Regions from separate parts of the Capra hircus genome. Here region 2 is linked to region 1. Evidence: chromatin contacts called from public Hi-C data. All regions are on one chromosome and are shown on one strand. Each heading gives the region's core, a stretch centred on a gene start, on an enhancer-like site or on the middle of the called end of the contact. The rest is flanking DNA. Distances are from core to core; before and after follow the strand shown.

Evidence for each region. A called contact is a pair of places that touch in the nucleus more often than the background predicts.
Region 2: a contact with region 1 is called in a Hi-C map of blood, with 6 times the contacts expected there. The contact joins two enhancer-like sites. A contact is called at or near these places in 2 of 5 Hi-C or Micro-C datasets (blood and liver).

The regions. Positions count from the first base shown.
Region 1 is chr21:18,771,375-18,775,647 of ARS1.2, forward strand. It overlaps MRPS11 (28S ribosomal protein S11, mitochondrial), which reads left to right. Exons shown (of 6, transcript XM_005694938.3): 4 at 989-1,118; 5 at 2,537-2,602; 6 at 3,285-3,676. The coding sequence ends at 3,392. Among named protein-coding and RNA genes, the nearest start is that of MRPS11, 9.3 kb to the left of the region's middle. Within about 2 kb of position 2,352, at least 2 of the 5 cell types and tissues checked have an H3K27ac peak or open chromatin away from gene starts, as enhancers often do.
Region 2 is chr21:18,862,416-18,866,710 of ARS1.2, forward strand. No RefSeq gene overlaps it. Among named protein-coding and RNA genes, the nearest start is that of AEN, 8.3 kb to the right of the region's middle. Within about 2 kb of position 1,471, at least 1 of the 5 cell types and tissues checked has an H3K27ac peak or open chromatin away from gene starts, as enhancers often do.

The DNA of each region.
Region 1 (4,273 bases), core at 1,102-3,601:
TATTCTTAGTTTTAATTTAACTTGTTGAAGACTACTTATCTTTTAGAGATATATAGTGAAATACAGATGAAATGATGGGTCTAAGATTTGCTTCAAAATAAACCCTTAGTAGGGCGTAGAGGGGAGTAGAAGAAACAAGGCTTAGAGATGAAACCAGATTGGATATGAGTTATTAATTGTTGAAGCTGAATGGTGAGCCCAGGGGAGTTCAGACGTTATTATATCCGCTTTTGAGTATATTTGAAACTTTACCAATGAAAAGTCATTAAAATCACCCAATGTGAAATTCAGTTTCTTGGGGAGGTGGGGGGCTGGGGAATGCCAGAAAGGACTTTGAATCTACTTTAAACATTGTCTTCAGGCAAGATGTGAAGGGGAAAATACGCCACCCCTCCTGTGGATGACACTCAGCACCCTCAGATCATGGCGCTGGTGTCGGTCAACTCAGGCTGCTACAACAAAGTACCAAACTGGGTGGCTGAAACAGCAGGCGTTTATTTCTCACAGTCTGGAAGCTGCAGGTCAGAGATCAGCGTGACAGCAGGGTCGGGTTCTGGCAAGAGCTCTTCCAGGCTGCAGGGGGCCAGCTTCTCATGTCCTCACGTGGTGGAAGAGACCACTGAGACGGGGCACTGATACTCACAAGGGCTCCACCCTCATGACCTCATCGCCTCCCAAAGGCCCCACCTCCCAGAGCCATCACATTAGGGGTTTGAATTTCAGCATGAATCTAGGTGGGGGAACACAGACTTTCCATGCATAATAGCTTCTTGTAGAGTTTGCGACTTGTCAGTTTTCAGAGGTTTAGGGGTTGATTCTGACCTTTCCTGACACCTCCTACCAGAGTTCAAAGAACTCATCTGATAAGCTCAGGGTGGAAGCAGCTAAATGGTGTTTTCCTTGCTCACTGGGGCTTGTCTGGGCATAGGTTGGTGCTCTCTCACTCCCCTGAACAGACATCATATTCTGTACACCCCTTCCTCCCCAGCACACAGATCCAGGTGGTCTCGGCCGCTCACCAGCCCCTTGCCCGTGCCTCCTGTGGCACAGAGGGGTTTCGGAATGCCAAGAAGGGCACGGGCATCGCAGCACAGACAGCGGGCATAGCTGCTGCGGCGGTAGGTGTCTGTGTGTGTGTGCGTGCGTGCGTGTGTGTGCCTGTGTGTTCTCTCCGGCTCCCTCTGTGCTGGGCTCCACTTTCTGCATGGTTGATCACCAGGAGGAAGATTGTCATTTCAGAAGCGCGAGTTTGCCAACTCGTGTCGGGTCCCCTAACGTGAGGGTAGCTAGAAGGAGCAGGGGCCAGCTGCTGAAGTCTCACAAGGCCTCCTGGATTTAAAGACCAGAGGGCTGGGTGGGGTGGGGTTGTGGTGATAGTCCATCTGGAGAAGGTGTAGTTTGGGGAGGACGCTTCTGCAGTACTAGACTGAGCATGAACTGCTGCAGATCTTTCTAGAAGCAAGTTGGCAGTGTGCCGCTGTTAGTGTGTATTTATGGAGTATCTACTATACAAGCTTCCCTTATGGCTCAGCAGTAAAGAATCCACCTGCAAATGCAGGAGACTCAGGAGATACGAGTTCAGTCCCTCTGTGGGGAAGGTCCCCTGGAGAAGGGCATGGCTACCCACTCCAATATTCTTGCCTGGGAAATCCCATGGACAGAGGAGCCTGGCAGTCCGTGGGGTCGCAGAGTCAGACACGACTGAGCAGGGCAGAGCAGATCTACTACACACCAGATACTGTATGTTTGTTATCTTGAATCCTCGAAGACCCTCAGTATTACCCACGATTTAAGAGTCAGTTGGCATTCGGAGTGTGTCACTTGCTCAGCCGTGCAGCCAGTCAGCCTCCCTGAACTGAACGCCCAGGTCTGGGCCCAGAGCCTGTACACTGGCTGCTGGGACACAGGCCCCACAAAGGTTCACACTGCCAAACCCAGAGTGTCCCCTGAAGGAGACCCTGACCCTCGAACGAAGCTCCATGCCCCGAAGTACTGACAGCACTGCATTAGTGACCATCACAATGCCGCCAACGGCCACTAGATGGACACGTTATATACACTTAGAAAATAATAGTGTTACAGGTGGCTTCCACACGCTGGGTTGAGTGACTTCTGTGAGTTTTCCAGACTTTCTGTAATAAACCGCCTTTATAATCAAGAAAGAAAGCTTTCAACTGTAATGAAAGATTTAAAATGATTAAAGAATACTCTTTAGGAGGGTATTGAGGCTCAGCCAGGAGTCCAGGGATTGTTATGGTCTGAAATTGTGCATTTATCCAGAGAACAATCTGAGCAATATTTTGAAGTATCCACTAGGTGGCAGTGCCGTCCCGGGCGGAAAGGGCCCCCAACCGCGCTCGTCTGTCCTGCACTGCAGCTGTCAGCCCTCTGCTTCCTTCCCGGTCCTCTCCTGTTTGCCTGTGTGGATTCCTGTCCCCTGGAGCTCATAACCCTGTCACTCCAGGGGGCGGTAGCAAAGGCTGGGACTGTTGCGGTTCTTTCCCAGGGGCACTAACCACTTGCTGCTCCTTGGCAGAAAGCTACAGGGAAAGGCGTGACCCACGTCCGAGTTGTGGTCAAAGGCCTGGGGCCCGGGCGCTTGGTAAGTGACCTCGCTTCTTCACAGCCCAGCCTCTGCACTTCCTCCTCCAGTTAGTGAGAAAAGTAGGGGTCGGGGCAGAGGAGGGACTAGACTTCCCTGACGGCTTGAAGTTTGTCTCCCTTGCTTCTGATCCACTGAGCCTCTCCAGGCCAGCCCTGATCATGTAGTTTCAGTTTCTTAGATGCTTACTGAGTGCCTGCTAGGGACAGGAAGGGGGTCCCTGGGGCCTGTCACAAATGAGTCCCTCTGGACAGACTCGTGGGTACAGTGGTGAAGCTTGTGCCCCGGGCGCTGGGAGCCCCTTGGGTGGGATCACCAAAGTGTCCCCAAAGAGGTGACATTTCTACTGATTTCTCAAGAATGACGAGGGACTAGCCAGGTGTGTTCATGAGTTTGGGGGCGAGGGGCTCATTGCGGGCAGGGGGAACTACAAAAGCGTAATGCTTAAGACATGTTTGTCTCTGGGTTGGAAAGGGCAGGGTGGGGCGTGGCAGGTGGCACCGGGAGGTGGGCGGCGCTGAGGGCCTGGGGGAGGGGTTGGGAGGAGGCCTCTGGGAGGAGGGGATTGGGTGGCAGGCGTCAGAGCCAGCCTTCCCATCCCCATCCCTGTCTGAGCCCTGTCTGGACACCGGGGCGTCATCTCTGGTCTGTGCCATCCTCCTGTTCCTCCTGCCCCTTCCAGTCTGCCATCAAGGGCCTGACCATGGGGGGCCTGGAAGTGATCTCAATCACAGACAACACCCCCATCCCACACAACGGTTGCCGCCCCAGGAAGGCGCGAAGGCTGTGAGGGCCAGGAAGCCTGCACCTGATGTCGTCCTGCCTCCAGCTGGGCCTCGTGGAAAACGCACTGTCCAGCCTCTCCAGGCAGGGCTCGTTGAGACCCTGGGGCAGTAAGGGAGACCTTCACCTCCTTACTCGGCGGCCTTTGCTTGTTCTTCTGACGAGAGCGGTGTGGCTAGAAGTGACGCCGTGCCTCTCTTGGACACGAGGGGAGTTAAAGGGCAGCTTGACCTAGACTCCCAGCAGTAAATGCTGCTTCTCTTCTGAAAAAATAAAATTATTTCTACCATCTGTAGTAGTTTGTGAGTTTTTGGTTTGGTTTTTTTTTTTTTTTTTTTTTTTTTGCTTCCAGCATCGCAGACTTAAACCTCCCCCCAGTTCCTGAAAACAAGACTGTGAATTGAGCTAAGACCCTCAATGGAAGGAGTAAGATGTAAATATGGGCAACTAAGCACCAGACAACTTCCTCATTGGCTTCAAATATTTCCTCTTTAGCCCCTAAACCAAGGTTTCCCGAGCTCTTTAGCAACTTTTCTTATTAACTTGTAATTTGACCCCAAATTGAGAGGTTTTTGCCCCCTACCTCTGGAGTATTCTGATAGTAGGTTTCACTGTTAATGGAAATGTCTAAAGTTAGCCCTAACAATGCAGGAGAATTGTCCTGGGATGGGGTTTTCTTAAGCGTGAACCATCAGCTCTGCTAAATGGTCTGTGGTTACCTAAATGGGAAGGAGATCCAATAAGAGAGGGAATATATATAGCCAATTCACTTTTCTGTACAGCAGAAACGAACACAATATTATAAAGCAACTAAACTCCAAAACCAATTTTAAAAATAAAGATGTTAACCGTTACATGTAAAAAAGATAACCAGCGTGAACCATCAGA
Region 2 (4,295 bases), core at 221-2,720, 90 kb after region 1:
TCCACCAGGGATTGAAACTGCACCTTCTGCAGTGAAAGCTTGGAGTCTTAACCATCCTGGTGACTCAGAAGGTAAAGAATATGCCTGCAGTGCAGGAGACCTGGGAAGATCCCCTAGAGAAGGAAATGGCAACCCACTCCAGTATTCTCGCCTGGAGAATACCATGGACAGAGGAGCCTGGGAGCCTACCCGTGCATGGGGTTGCAAAGAGTCGGACACGACTGAGCGACTAAAACACACACACAGTTATTTTCTTTTACAAGAAGTTAATGGCAATAAATCCCTCTTTCTTCCTTGATGACTTAGCTGGGATGGGGAGCCCTCAAGGCCCTGCACCTTAGAGCTACAGAGTTAGCACCTTGCTAGGGAGTGGAGGGGGGCCAGTCTTAGCCTCCTGGGGAGGGACACCCCTCTCCCCTCTCTTATATCAGGCTGACTGCTGGAAGGGGCTGGGCCTCCCAGCTGGGTGCTGCTGGTCTCCTCCACATCCCCTCCTCTTCAGTTGCTCTGGGCCAGCCCTTCCCCACTCTGGGCGGAGAGAACCAGCCCAGAGATGGAGGGTTGGGCTACAGAGGAAGAGCCTGTAATTAAGAAGAGAAAGAATTAAAAGCAGCACTGAAAGGGAAGGATAATTATCCTTCAGCTGCTGCAGAAATACAATTAGGGCCGTGCTCTTGGAGCCGCCAGGATATTGTGGCTTTGGCTAATTAAGAAGCGGATATCCCCTGCCAGGACAATTAGTGGCCTGCCTGGCTGGCAGGGGCCCTTTCCCTCCCCTCCATCAGGGTCCAGGCCTGGGGAAATGAAGCACGGAGCCCAGCTTGGGGGGTGGGTGGGACGGGGTGGAGGTGGGGGGGGGTGGGACTAGAACCCCTTCTACCCAGTCCCCCGCACTGCTTCCCCTTTTTCCTCCCCTTTCTAGTCTGTGAGGGCCAGCACCCCTACTCCCACTTCATTCAGAGCTGTGGCTCTGTGAGTACAGAGGGGATTGTCACCCAAGGCCTTGACTGTAGACTTGGGTAGAGATGGGGGTTCCTGGTAGAGACAGGTCGCCATAACCTGGAGCTCTTTGTTTTTCCCTTCTCCATAATAGCACAGAGCTTTGTGATTACCCAAGCAAGGCTGAGAGATGAGCCGCCTGCTGCAACCCTTTAAAAATTACAACCCCCTATCATTAAGGAAGTATTCTCATTATAGAACATGGAACCTTCCAATGAAAAAGAAAATAGGGAAACAATCCCTACTCCCCACAACTGATTCGAGGCTCTGGAGAATTCTGGGGTGGGGGAGGGGACGGGCTTGGACACAAGCCGGTGCGGCTGCAGGGTCAGGCTGGCTGGCGCGGGGTGGGTCCAGCGTCAGGAATGCCTTGCAGGATGGGCCATGTGTACGCTGCCGCCGTGGAGCAGCCAGCCCCATCTGGAAGACTAGTGATTTTGTTGTTGTCTCCTGCACTCAACAACAAGTCCCAGTCTGCCGCATGGTGCCGGCCCCCCGCAGCGGGGCGGGGACGGGGCCGGGGCCGGGCACTCCCTCTGCGGCTGTCCTTCCGTTAGGTTCTTTCTGCGCCTTCTCTGTCTCCTAGCAAGCATCTCCGAAACTACCCTGAGCGCCCCTCTGGGCAGCACGCTTCAGGCAGACTCTTCCAGAAACAAGAACTGACTAGATTGTGGGGCGAGGGGTGGCCAGGGTCTCCATCCTCCCCAAGGAGGCACGTGCTCATGACCTTGGTGCCTGCGATGCTGTTGTGCTGCGGTCACCTGGAGGACACGCCTGGCCCTGGCCCGCTTGGACCTTGCCTTGCCTACCCCGGGGGGAGAGGTGGACTTGTGTGGACAGACCTTCTTCCCGACCCCGGAATCTCCCTCTGCGCTGCTGAGTCCAGACGCATCACCAGGGGAAAACTGAGGTGAGGACGCTCACGACTCCAGCTGAGCCTGGACAGCAGTCCCCCACTATGGCAGAAGCAGTGGTCATCAAAACCATTTCCCAGCCTTTGTCTATGTCTCTGGGGGGGCGGGGGGGGGGGAGGCGTTGCCTTGCCCTGGGATGGTCACCAAGTTCCAGTGATGATTCTCTCCACAAGGACAAATTTTTCAGCCAGCAAACTCAAATGTCCTCCTCAGTCCTTTCTATGATTGAAGGTAAAAGGAGAAGGGGGTGGCAGAGGATGAGATGGTTAGATAGCAGCACTGACTCAGTGGACATGAATTTGAGCTAACTCTGGGGGATAGTGAAGGACAGAGGAGCCTGGCATGCTGCAGTCCATGGGGTCACAAAGAGTGGGACACGAGACTTAGCAACTGAACAATACAACAAAGTCCTTTCAAAGTATATTCCCTGCCTCCTCTCCACCCTGGAGGAGGCATTCCTGGCATCCTTGGGTCAGAAAAGGGAAGTGTTGGTCAGCAGCCTCGGGAGGCAAAAAGACTCTTGGAAAGTATTTTTTTTTTAATTTATTTAAAGAATACTAACACATCTTGCCAATTTAAATTGGTTTGGGAGCTCAACTCCTTTAGGGAACCCTAAAACTGCAACCACTGCTGAGCTCACGTTTGCCTTTGCCACATGCCAGCTGTGTGACCTTTGGCCAGGCACTTGACCTCTCTGAACCAATTAGTCCTTCACATCCATCCAGAGGTTGCTGTGGCCACTGTCTCAGCTCCTTTGAACTGGCTCTCCTAGTGCCCATTTCCTGCCTCTTAAATTCTCTTTATTCCAATCCTGCCTGAAGCAGGTGGGCAGCCGGTCCTATTAGAAATCTCATTCACACTTGGGAAGGCTGCAAATTGTTGTCGCTCAGCAGGTGCGTGTCCTTCACTGGAGGAAAGGGGGCTGGACTGGGTAGAAGGGGGCAGAAGTGGAGAAGCGGGAGAGGAGGGGGATCAAATCTCTCCCAGGGGTCTTCAGTATCCAGAGCTGCTATGGAGACAGATGGGAGAGAGATCCTGCCTCTGTGAAACAAACATCTGGCAGGGTGGGTCGTGAGTGCTTTCCTGATTTGAGAGATGGACAAGAGTGCTGCTGTTGCTACGGGGCAAGGTGCAAAACGGAGGGAGCGAGGCACTTCCTAGAGGGGTTGGTAGGGATGCCTGGCTTCCAAGTCAGACACACCCCAGTTCCAATCCTGGATGCATCACTTAGTAGCTGTGTGACTTTGAGGTATGTGACTTAACATCTCTGAGCCTCAGATGTCTTTAATTATAAAAGGGAACTGATCGTATCCACCTTGCCAGGTTATGATAATTAATCGAGAGAGGTGTGATAATATATAAGGGCACATGTAAGTGCTCAACAGTAGTCTCTTTGCCTCTTCTTTCACAGTTTTTCTCTTCTGGCATCTGAGGGTACCCACAGGTCCCCGTCCTTGAACTAGGAACAAATGAGATCCACCATGTGTTGAAAGTGTAAGTCACATCTGACTCTTTGTGACCCCATGGGCTGTAAGCCACCAGGCTCTTCTGTCCATGGGATTTCCCAGGCAAGAATACTGGAGTGGGTTGCCATTTCCTTCTCCAGGGGATCTTCCCAACCCAGGGATCCCATTTAAATGTTTATCCTTCCCCCCAGGTGAGTATTTTGCCCACTTCAGGAGGCTCAATATATATCTAAAGAACGACTATAGACTAGTCTCCCACCTCCCTTTCCCCTTCCCACAATTTCCCATTTTAAAAATGCAGAAACCAAGACTTGGGTTGTTTGACTTACCTCTAGGTTACTCAGAAAAGCAGACAGCTTATTACTTCTTAAGGTAACTTTCTCGGGGTCTCAGAACAAAAAATGGTTCTTGATCCAAGGATCAGGTATCTGGGGTCCCTTACCTAAACCGCATCGCCGGGGTTTTTTTTGTAGCTAGCAGCCCGATGAACACGCGCGTTTCCAAGGATGAGCAGGGAGGCAGCGCCCTCTGCTGGGTCCTTCAGGTATCTGCGCTTTAGCGCCCGTTCTCAGTCTTGGCTGCAAACTAGAACCACTTGGTGAGCTTCAAAAAACCTCCAAAATTCAGTTCACATTGCAGGCTAGTCACATCGGAATCTTGGGGGTGTCACCCAAGTGTCAACATTTTTTAAAACTCCGCAGACAATTCCAATGTTCAGCCAAAGCTGAGGAATAATTACAGATGAATTCTCTAAGTGAAGAAAATGTAGTCTAGAATGGAAAAACTAATGGTGGAGAATAAAATTCCCCTGGATTAAACCTTGCCAGTTTTCTATTAAAGATCAGTCATGTGGGGCTTCCCCGGGGGGCTCAGTGGTAAAGAATCCGCCTGCCAACGCAGGAGACAGAGGTTCGAT